Regions from separate parts of the Rattus norvegicus genome. Here region 2 is linked to region 1. The links are chromatin contacts, called in public Hi-C maps. All regions are on one chromosome and are shown on one strand. The core of a region is the stretch at or near the end of the contact, and the rest is flanking DNA. Distances in the headings are between cores, read along the strand shown. Region 1 has its middle 180 kb from the start of Pakap. Region 2 has its middle 130 kb from the start of Pakap.

Region 1 (5,809 bases), core at 1,550-4,049:
GCAGGGTTGGAGCTGAGGGTGGGGGTCCTGGCTTTCCCATTGTGGTCAGTGTTACAAGGAGGGTGGTGTCAGGCTGGGAAGAGGATGGAGTAGCCCAAGAAGACTGATTAGTCCTCGGGTAGAAGACGAGGAGGAGTGACCAGAGCTCTTCATACGGAAGGATATGACCTGGACACTTGGAATCCTCAAAAGGGCCTTTCGCTTCTCAGTCGGTGGCATTCCCATCTGAGGGATGACGGGGGAGAAATGAAACAGACTCAAGTTTCCACCTCCACCTTGCAGTCAGGGGAGGACCTCTTCTCTCCGAAGGACAAATGGAAATCCTGTTTATTTAAGGGCCCTGAGCATTATTCATTGTGAAGTGCCCCGTGCGTTCTAATGGGACTCCAGACCCACTCATGGAAATAAAAGGAAGCTGTCTCCTTGTGAATGGCAGTCACAAATGACAAATATTTGAGGACTGCCATAGAAACAGATGCACATCTTCCTGCAATGTGGGAAGTGGCTTCGGTAGCACCCACTTGATGAAAACAGCCTTCTTCCCAATGATCCACCTATGACATAGAGATGGGGAGGAGGGAAGGGGTGTTAAGATAGGGCAGAGAGGTGGCCTGCACAGTAAATGCTCATAAAACAAAAGGCTGGGACCAGAGACTGGGGGGCCTCAGAAGATCTGGGGTTCCAGGCAGCAGAAATTAACAGGGCCCTACAGGAAGGATTGGATCCAGGATTTCTCTCTCTTCTTGGCTCATTATTTTAAAGCAACAGACTTCTGAATAGGAGAGTTGTTGGCCTAGGTCAGTTAGGTTTGTCTGCTTGTTTGTCTTGAGACAGAGCCTCATATAGCTCAGGCTAGCCTCAGATTCCTTGTATGGCAGAGGTAGCCTGGAACTCTTGATCCTTCTGCCTCCTGATGAGTGCTGGAATGACAGGCTACCACACTGGTTTTGGTTAGGTAGCCTCTGCTCCTTCATACGAGGTAGAACCTCTGATGGGTAGTTCCCAGGGAAGACCGGACATTTTTTTTTTCCTCACTAGATGAATGGATAGTGTTTAAAGGGAGAGGGATTGAGGAAAATGGAAAGCCATAGACTTGTAAAATTCACAGCTGTTCTCAACCTTTGTTTGTTTCTATGGTCACCTCTGAACCACATCTGTGTTTGGCCTCCAGTATGCGCCTGGAACCCCAAAGCCACCAATGGCTTTTTCTGTGAGGCCAGCGTTTAAGGCTTGCCCTGATGAGTTCAGCTGGCAGAGTAGCTCAAGGTCAGTGTCACAAAAAGATGCTAACGATTGCAGCCAGCTGACTTCCCCTGCTGAGGCTTTCACTTCAGGGAGGGTGTAGGGGCACAGTTCTAGCCAAGCCTTAGTTACAAAGGTTGATTAGCAGTAATGAATTAATAAGCCTTGCTTCTTTTTTAAACCCTTCTACTGGGACATTATTGTGGCTCTATGTTGTCACTGGCTTCAGCCCCAAATCTTGGAAAACTTCAGAAAACTTCTAAGCATTCACTCAAAACTCAACAATGTATGCGTCCTGTATTGATTGGAATAAGCTGTAGGTTCATGTCAAGAGAGCTACAGCGACAGTGGCTTAAACACGAGGTTTATGTCTCCCTCCAGGAGACATAGATAGCCATGAGCCATCTGGGGTGTCCTCTGCAAGTTCGTCAGGGGCCCAGTCTTCCTCTAGCACATCACCTCTCCTAACCGAAGATGGCCCTTGTCCTGGGTGTTCTACGTGGTAGTTTAAGCTTTACCTCCACGGACTCATTTCAGGAAGAAGGTTAGAGAATGGCCAAAGAAGCAAGGGACTGAAAAAGGTTCTAGAAGCTACCCTATAATATTTTCACTTATGTCCCTTTGGCAAGAATGGGCTACCTGTGGCCACAAAGAATGCTGAGAAATGTGAGTCCCTTAGTTAGGGTTTCTGTTGCTACAGTGAAACATCCTGGCCAAAAAGCAAGTTAGGGAGGAAAGGGTTTATTTGATTTACACTATATTGCTCTTTATTATTGAAGCAAGTCAGGACAGGAACTCAAACAGGACCGGAACCTCGAGGCAGGAGATGATGCAGAGGCCATGGAGAGGTGCTGCCTACAGGCTTGCTTCTTATGGCTTGCTCAGCCTGCTTTCTAATAGAATCCAGGACCACTAGCCCAGGGACAGCATCACTCACAATGGACTGGGCCCTCCCCCATCAATAACTAATTAAGAAAATACCTACAGCTGGATCCTATGAAGACATTTTCTCAATTAAGGTTCCCTCCTTCCAGATAACTCTATAATTGTGGTTCTCAACTGTCCTAATGCTATAACCCTTTAATACAGTTCATCATGTTGTCTGACCCCCAACCATAAAATTATTTTTGTTGCTACATCATAACTGGAATTTCGTTACTATTATGAATGGTAATGTAAATATCTGTGTTTTCTGATGGTCTTAGGTGACCCCCCAATGGATCACGACCCACAGGTTAAGAACCACTACTGCAGTTTTCCTGTTAAGTTGATGTAATACTAGCCAACATGGCAGGCTTTGTCCTGTTTCGCTGTATACCCTGCTCAACTCCAGGGACTGAGTTACCATGAATTGGGTGGGAACTGAGCAACCAGCAGCCGCCTTTGCAGTATTTATGCAGGCTGGACACATAAAGGGTGGGTGCAGCCTGTGCCTCTGAGAAGCATTTCCTGGGGCTCTCATTTTGGCAGGCTGGGCGGACAGGCACCTTGCTTGACTGCTCGGCTGTGAAAGTGCAGTTCAAGGGAAGAGCACAGGTGGATGAAGTACCTTTGGCCCGTCAACATCAGCTTTCCTTCTGAGAGCGCTTGTACATTCAAGCTCATGTCAAGCGGGCAGTGGTGTGGAACGCTCCCCGTGTGTCTCTCCTTAACAAGAAAGGTTGGAAAGGCACCATTCATTGTCAAGATTATTCTGAGATATAGCCCAGCGGTTGAGTATTTGCCTGCTCCAGAATATCCTTACGGTCCTAGAGAGTCCATGAATAGTTGCTGCTGCTATTGTTGTTGTTGCTGCTGCTGCTGCTGCTGCTGCTGCTGCTGCTGCTGCTGCTGCTGTTGGTGGTGTTTTGATATTTATCTTGCCTTAACCCACAGTTAGGTTAAGGCAAGATAAATATCAAAACACCACCAACAATGAATGGTGCCTTTCCAACCTTTCTTGTACTCTTAATATGATTGTTCTCTTTTGAATTCAACTGAAAGACACTCAGAAAAAGGAAACATGTCCTTTTGTAGGTCAGAGGGCAAAGATGCAGCAGAGGATCATGGGAAGCAGCACTGAGTGTTAGTCAGCCTTTCCCATCTCCTCTCTTTGTGTCTTAGAATGAGGTTGGCTTACAGTAGAGTGTTGTTGTAAAAATATAAAAATAATAAGGAGTAACGGTGTCTTTTACCCCGTAGCTCTGTACCGCGGTGCCCAGATATCTGCTAGATATCTTGGCGGAAACACATCCCAGCCGCACACTTTCCTACACTCAAACCCTCACATAAAAGAACACACAACACAATAATCTTAGATCCAATTGGTAAGATATAATTGCCCACTTAAACATACAATGCCCGGTACCATCCATCCCTTGAGAACATTAATAACAACCTGTAAATACACAGAGCAGAATCTTAACATCACCTGCCATCTTGTCCTGCCACGGCTTCTCCGCCCCTCTCCTCTGCCCTGTCTCTTCCTCTCTCCCCTAGTCTCCTCCTCTTCCTTCAAACTTCTCTCCCGCCCATCCTTCCTTCTCCTCCAATGACAGGCCTCCTTCTATCCTGTGTCTGCCTCACCTGTGACATCATCCTACAGTAGGGTCTTGGAATCCAGGTGTTTTGAGGGGAGGGAAAAAGAAACAGCAGAGCACAGGAGAGCGGTTGGGGTGTGGACAGGGATGTTGGGACCTCTCTGAAGCACCATGGTGAGGCATGCAACTAGAGGGGGCCAGGTCTGGCTGAAAAGACCACACAAGGCCACAGGCCACCGAGTGATTAGGAAGAGAGAATATTCTGAGACGTGCCCTCTGTCTATCATGGCTGTTTCTAGTTTGTACCCTTCAAAGCCTCACTAGTATGTGGTCTACCCAACCAAGTTTCATCCCCATCTTTTACCAGAAGGAAAATACGTTCATCTGTGGCCACAACAGTGGCTTCGACTCATAATAAGAAACCTGGAGGCAGAGGCTCTGGAGGTGGTGTGTGTTCCATTATGGCTTCTGGGTGCCAGGCTGCTTCTGGCTGTCTGCACTCAGCTGTTCTTACTACATCCTTGCCTCTATGGGCACTAAGGTGACTGTTCCTGTAGCACCGTATCCTAGGACCATCAGAACAGTGAGCCCCCAATGATGTTCACATCCTAACCTCTGACTCTGTAACTATATTAAGTCAGGTGACAGAGGAGATGTGTATATGTCTGTTTTATGCAACTATGAAAAAATAACACAGGCACTTTGTAAAGAAAAGTGAATTTGACTGTTTCAGAAGTTGGAAGTCAAAGACCAGTAGCCTGGCTTCTAGTGAGGGCCCCCTTGACTACTTCTTGGCGTGAGAATGAGCGTGAGGGCAAGTGGGAAGAAACCACACGGTGGGACAGGAAATAGGGATCCAAGAGTCAGGCTGTCTGTTTCTACAACACCATCTACAGGGACTGTGGGGTTCAGAGAACTACATCAACCCCTTTAAAGGATAGCCCCCTCAGTGACTAAGACCTTCTAGAAGAATCTGCCTTTTAAAATGTTACTACCTTAGCATTGCCACAGTGAGAGCCAAGCACATTCATTGTGTGTGGGGAGCACACTCTCCGAACCATTATGTAGACCAAGAGGCAGAATCAGAGATGGGATGACCTCAGAGAGATGAGACATGCACTTCAAAGACAGAGGGAGAGGTCCGTGAATCAGGAAATGCAGATGGCCTCAGGGAGTTAGAAGAGAGGAGGACTTGGACGCTCCCCAAGAGCGAAGGGAACGAAAGGCTGACACACATTCTGATGTTTGCCCGATGCTCCGCCATGTCAGATGTTTGACCCATGGAAATGTAAACTAATATATCTCTGTTGAAAGACACTGAGCTTGTAGTGGGTGTCACAGCAGCAACTGAAAACTGCTAGGACACTCTCCCATGAGGAACCTGTAAGAAAAAGAGCAAAGCCAGGGTGTGTGCCTTCGACAACAACACTCCTGCTGCTCCCAGAGCTTTTCTGGAAGTTTCTACCCCTCTCCCAACACACACACACACACCTTTATTCACATGTTGTTCACCCAAACTGCCCCATGGCTGCCTTTATCTAAGTGGAAGCTGTGGTATGGGCATTTTATTTAGGCTCATTGCTCTTCCCAACAAAATGGGATTAAGTTAAAAAAAAAAAAAGAAGAAGAAGAAGAAATTATGCTGTGTGGACAACTTGGGGCTTTACCACACTCAGCCCCAACACATTGTTCTTTACCCTCTCACTGCCCTTTCCAACTCTGTCATTAGACGGGTGACAGAGAACTTTCAAGAGCAGACTCTGTACTTGATTTATCTTCCTGTTCCCGGTGCTCAGCACCTTCGGGGAACTGGGAGGGTATTTGCATAACGTTGGGTAAAAGGATGCATGGGCGAACTTCAAACAGAGGATGATGGGAGTACTCTACGGAGTCAGAGGTCCTTTGTGTTCTTCCCCGAGGATGCTCAGGAGGGTTGGAGACATTTTATAAGACCCTTCAGCCATGATCCAAACCTCCTCTCCTGCGTTAGTTCTCCACAGCTGCCTTGTGTTCGTATAGCTCTTTACAGTTTCCTCTGGGGGAGAAAC
Region 2 (5,809 bases), core at 1,751-4,250, 55 kb after region 1:
GACTGAGGCAGGAGGATTTCCATGAGTTTGAAGCCAGTCAGGACTACATAGTGAGTTCTAGACTAGCCCGAGCTACAGAGTGAGACCCCACGTCAACAAAACCACCAACCAATCAATTCTGTCTTAGAAAGGAGTTCCTTCTCAGAGAGACAGACAGACTCAACCCGACAGTGAGTAGAGAGTCAGCAGACAGTGTGCCCGAGAGTCTCCATTGCAAAAGCAAGGAAGAACTACAACTGTGTGGGGTTAGGCTCACCAGACCTCTCTGTTTTGAGGGCCAGCCTCGGGGAACAGAGAATATCGAGAGTCTGGTTTGCCATATCTGAGTAATCAGCATAAATCTTAATTTGTGATCATACAACAGCTGCTCTTAATGAGGTTGGGCCTTCAAAGTCAGGCCACCCAACAGCCAGCTATGGATGGAGAAGGGGCTCACAGACCCCTACCATGCACTGCTAAACTATTGGCTACTGCAATAACCAATCTCGGTTGCCAACCTAACACACTTAGGAAGAGGGAACCTCGGCTGATGAATTACCTCCACCAGGTTGGCCCGTGGCCTTATCTGTTGGGAAATATTCTGATGACTGATTGATACAGGAGTTACTTGATATGGAGGGTGCTTCTCACTGTGGCTGGTGGCATTCCTGGGGCTGTATAAGAAAGGTGGGTGAGCAAGCCAGGGGAACTACCCATTAAGTCATGTTCCTCTGTAGTTTCTGTTTCAATTCCTGCCTCCAGAGGCCTGCCTGAGTTCCTACCATGGCTTCCCACGCTGAAGCCTGTGGGACTCTAACCTGTGGGACATAATGAACCATATCCTCCCCAGGTTCATTTTAGTCCGTGTCTTAGTCAGCACAAGAAAGCAAACTAGGCAGCTGCCAACAGATTCAGAGGGAGATGGGGAGACAGAATCAGACTGTCCACTGACGGGTGAGCCCAGCAGACTCCAATGGTCAGTTTCAAATTTATGGTCACACAGATTCTGTAGCCCTAATTAAATTCTGTAGGGCATGAAACACAACAAAATGTCGTTGATATGGGAATCTGAATATGGGAGTATGTAGGGAAGACGGGAAGCCAGCAGGGGTGGGAGGGATATAACTGGAATGTGGTTTGTACCTGGGTGAAATTGTCAAAGAAGAGAGTGTATTCATTAAAAATAAAAATGAACCATAATTTAATGTGGTATTTTAAAAGGATAAAATTATCAAACTATGGGCTATCTCTCCATGTTTATAAAGTTTTATCAAAACAAACCTCGGGAGCTAAGGGGGTGACTCTTGGTGCGGGAGTACCTGCCATACAGCACTGAGTTCAGACCCAGCACCCAGGTAAAAGAGCTGGCAGGGTGCATATGCCTAGAACCCCAGTCTTGGGAGGTGGAGACAGGCTGATCCCAGGGGTTCACTGGCCAGTCAACCTAATTGAAGTGGTATATTGGTTTGAATGAGAATGGCCTCCACAGAATCAGATGTTTGAAGACTCTGTCCCCAGTTTGTTGAAATTTTTAGGAAGGATTAGGAGGTGTGGCCTCATTGGAGGTGTGTCACTGGGAACAAGGATTGAGGTTTCAGAAACCTCTTCCCATTTTCAGAGCCCTCCCTCTTGTTTCTGCTTGTGGTTTTGAGATGTGAGCTCCTGCTGTTCCCACCTGCATGCATTTGCTCTAATAATGTGCTCACTAAGCCTCTGAATCAGTAAGCTGAGTCCAATGCTTTCTTTTATAAGTTGACTTGGTCATGGCATTTTTGTCACAGCAAAATAGAAAAGGATAAGTAATACAAATGTTCAGTTTCAGGTTCAGTGGGAGACTGTGCCTCAAGGTAGTAAGGTGAGACTGATAGAAAAGAACACCCAACATGGGTATTTATATAGAAATGCATGCACACATAAACACACACATACATTCACACATAGACACACATATACACTCACACACATCATACACACACATATACACACATACATTAACACATACACACATTCACACGTACACACATATATACTCACACACATACTTTCACATACATACAAACTCAAATATGCACACAATCATATGCATGCATGCACATTCATAGACATGCATACACATATACACTCACACACATCATACACACACATACACACACATGCATTAACACATACACACATTCACACATACACATATATACACTCACACACGTACTTTCGCATATACACAAACTCGAATCTACAAACACTCAGATGTATGCACACACATTCACAGACACACATACACTCACACTCTCACACACACACACTTACACTCCAAACGCATACACACTCATTCATCATACACACACCACTTACACATATTCTCTCACACAAACTCACAGCACACACACTCACATATGTGCACACACCCTTACACTCACACACACTTTCACAAACAAAAACATACACTCTCACACATGTGCACACTCTCACAAACACATATACACACCACTTATATATACAGTCACAAACGTGCACACACGCTCATACACACTCACACACATGTACACACTCACACACATGTACACACACACACACACACACACACACACACACACACAATTTTTATGGGACTAACTCCAAGATTTATTTATTGGAATTACGTTGACCTAATGTCAACTCCAGCTTTTATTGGAACTGAGCCGATCTGGCCTCTCTGCTTTCTGTTTGCATGGATTTTAACAGCCTGCCCCCAGCTGTGCTTTTGCAGAATTGGGCAGCCCAGTGCCCCTGCTCCCCCACCTCTCCTCTAGGCTACATGTGCCTTCCAGATTTCTCAGACTTCAAATACTGACGGAAAGGAGACAGAGTGATCACGTGCTTCCTCGTGATTTTCTGCCAGAAGGAGCCCAAGCATATGTTTGTCAGGAGTCTTTGGATTGCAAGACACAAAACCAAGTTTGAGCTGGTCTGGGGGTGGGGGGGGGTTGAGTGTTTATTAACGCACACAGCCTGATGACAGGAAGGACAAAGGGCCAGCTAGGCACTGTGACTAACCAGGGCTTGAGCGTGACTAACCAGGGATTCCAGATTCCTGAGCCATGCTGCTGACCCCTTGCCACTCTCTTTAGCCAGCACCCTTTCAGGCAGTCTCTTTCCACTGCTGGAAACATGACTGTCTCCCAAGGTCTCCATGCTCAATTCACAATAAGGACAAGGAGACCCAGTTCTTGAGTTTAGGAGAAGAGCCCTTGAGTAGCCATTCTGAGGGCCCAGAGCCACTTCCGATGGCTACCCATGCCTGCCCTGGAATGTGGTGAGAAGGTGGTAGGTCTTAGCTTTTCCCCAAATCATAATGTTGGAGTTAAGAAGTGTTTACCAGAAAACCCTGGAGGTGAGGGGGTGAGTGAATGGCTGGGTGCTTGTCTTTCAGAGATGGATGGAGGAGACAGAGAAGGGAGAAGAAGGAAAGCCCCATCCTTCCCAGTGCCGTGGTCTAGGGATGAGGCTGAGACATGCTGAGGAGGTCAGCTTGCTCAGGAGAAATGACTGGGATATCAAGTATCTGAGAGGCCAGGCTCTCTAGCTATTCAACCAATGTTTAGTAGCCTGCCTGAACTCAGGAAACTTAACGGATTGGGATTGGAACGCTCTCTTTGTGACCAGTTGACTCGCTGATTTCAAAGATATAGTCAGAGATGCCCTATGGGAGGTAGAATCTGTCTCTCAGCCAGTCACTACCCCACCTTACTGATGCTGCTACCAAGGTTCTCTTCCTGTACTAGTTCAGCCTTCCCCAGTCTGAGGCACTCCACACTCAAAGAAGAATCTTACTGGAAGTTGTTGATGTCCCCCTCTGAATCTTTGAGTACAGATGTGGTTCCCATCCCTTTAAGTCACCTTCTTCTTTGTTTTTCTTGGAATTCTCCTTGTGATTTCTTGGCCATTTTAAGGGCTGACTTGCAGAGCTTTTAGTTTATTTATTTATTTTTTTAATGAAGCAATCATCTCGATGAAGTGGTGTGCATCTGTGTTTAAGAACTCAGGATGGCACAGTCTTTAGTCCCAGCACTCAAGAGACAGAGGCAGGACAATATCTATATGGTCAAAGCCAGCCTGTTCTAAAGAGTGAGCTCCAGGAGAGCCAGAGCAATGCTGGGGAGACCCTGTCTCAAAAGAAAAAAAAAGAAAAAGAAAGAAAGAACAAGAAAATGAAAGAGAAGGAAAAGAAATGGAGGGAGGGAGGAAGGAAGACCAATTTATGGGGCCAGAAAGATGGTTCAGTGGTTAGGAACACTTGCTGCTCTTGCAGAAGACTGGAATTTGGTTCCCAGCACCCATAAGAGAACTCGTAAAGGCCTGTAAATCCATCTCCTGGGACATGACACTCTCTTCTGGCCTCTTCAGGCGTCCAAACACACACGTATGCACACTGCATACACACGCTCGTGTGCACACAAACGCAAAGAGAGAGGGGAGAGAGAGAGAGAGAGAGAGAGAGAGAGAGGAGAGAGGAGAGAGGAGAGAGGAGAGAGGAGAGGAGAGAGAGAGAGAAAGTTTTTGAAAACAAAACAGAAACATACTAAGCTGCCCAGGTTTCATGCAGAGTTCTTTCTTCTCAAGGTGCCTGAGAGGTCCAAGTGAGAGAACTCACTCAAGTATGTTGAAAAGGCTCTGTATCAACTTCTCATAGCAGAGGTGTTACACAACCTCTTAGTATCTTAGCAATCTGAAGGCTGAGACATAATTGAGACTCTGTGAGGCGGAGGGGGTTGGGGAGGGGAGAGAGAAAAGCTCTTCTTGTTTCATTTGCCTTCTAGAAATAAATCCTATGCCTGCCTGGTTCACTTGTTAAAATATAGGCTCCAATATCTGGGGACCTATGAGGCTGTGATTTAATCTCCAGCGCCATTTTTTAAAAAGGAAAGTCCCACTTGCCAGGCAGGAGCTCTGGCTGCCTGACTGCAAGGCACTGGCACTGCCCGTACAGAGCAATTGCTCTAATTGGTGATTTCTAACCCTATCATTTTGCTGTGCTAGGCGTTTTCCTGAACATTATGCCATCTTAGAGGAAGGCTCTCGCTGGGGTTAAGGGCCTAGTTTTCAATGCTATCTACAGTGTCTGGGGATGAGTTCCGAGCAGGATGTTGGCTGGTCCCATGATCTTTGCCTGTTTCCTTTTCTGCAGAACCAGAGGTCTTTGGTATCTGTATTCCCCAAAGCTGTTAGGAGGAGAGACTTCAGTTTACAGAAAGGATAGAGAATAGTTTCACATAAGCAGGGCATGATGGCGCACACTGCAATTCCAGCACTTGGAAGGTGGAGGCAGGAGGATTAAAGGATATTTCAGACATAGTCACAAAAGTGGTACTATGTATACTACTGTGTACTTTTCTTACTTGGTAACACGCATGCCGTGCCTGTGTGTGCGTGTGTGTTCACCCAGTGGAATATAATGCTGGCGTTATAGCACGGTGGCATTATTTCCTGCCGTGTATGTGTGGGTATATACCTCTATTTCTGCCTGAATTACTAATGGCATGGTGTGGGCTGGCATCTTCCTAAGCACTGCCATGACACGGGGGCAGCCAGAATAGGAGAGTCAGTGCTGAGCTCTCCTTGTGGTTAGAAGACTCAAACTTTGCTCTGAGGCTGGGCTCCAGGATCTTTCTGGGCATGGACCTCTCTTCTACGACATTTTACATAAAATCATGAAAATCAGCATGCCCATCAGGACCTAGGAAATACTTTCTACAAACCAGCAACTGTTAAGATGTGAACTTATTAAATAAATGACCGCAGTGCATGTCCTCTTTCAGCATCAAGAAGTAAATATTATCCAAAGCCTGGAAGC

What was found. A called contact is a pair of places that touch in the nucleus more often than the background predicts.
Region 2: a contact with region 1 is called in a Hi-C map of kidney, with 4 times the contacts expected there. The contact joins two enhancer-like sites. A contact is called at or near these places in 4 of 12 Hi-C or Micro-C datasets (Schwann cells, kidney and psoas muscle).

What each region holds. Positions count from the first base shown.
Region 1 is chr5:77,213,347-77,219,155 of GRCr8, forward strand. It overlaps a transcript of Pakap not described here. Among named protein-coding and RNA genes, the nearest start is that of Pakap, 180 kb to the right of the region's middle. Within about 2 kb of position 2,800, at least 4 of the 93 cell types and tissues checked have an H3K27ac peak or open chromatin away from gene starts, as enhancers often do. A contact at or near this core is called in kidney, where this site is marked.
Region 2 is chr5:77,268,386-77,274,194 of GRCr8, forward strand. It overlaps a transcript of Pakap not described here. Among named protein-coding and RNA genes, the nearest start is that of Pakap, 130 kb to the right of the region's middle. Within about 2 kb of position 3,001, at least 12 of the 93 cell types and tissues checked have an H3K27ac peak or open chromatin away from gene starts, as enhancers often do. A contact at or near this core is called in kidney, where this site is marked.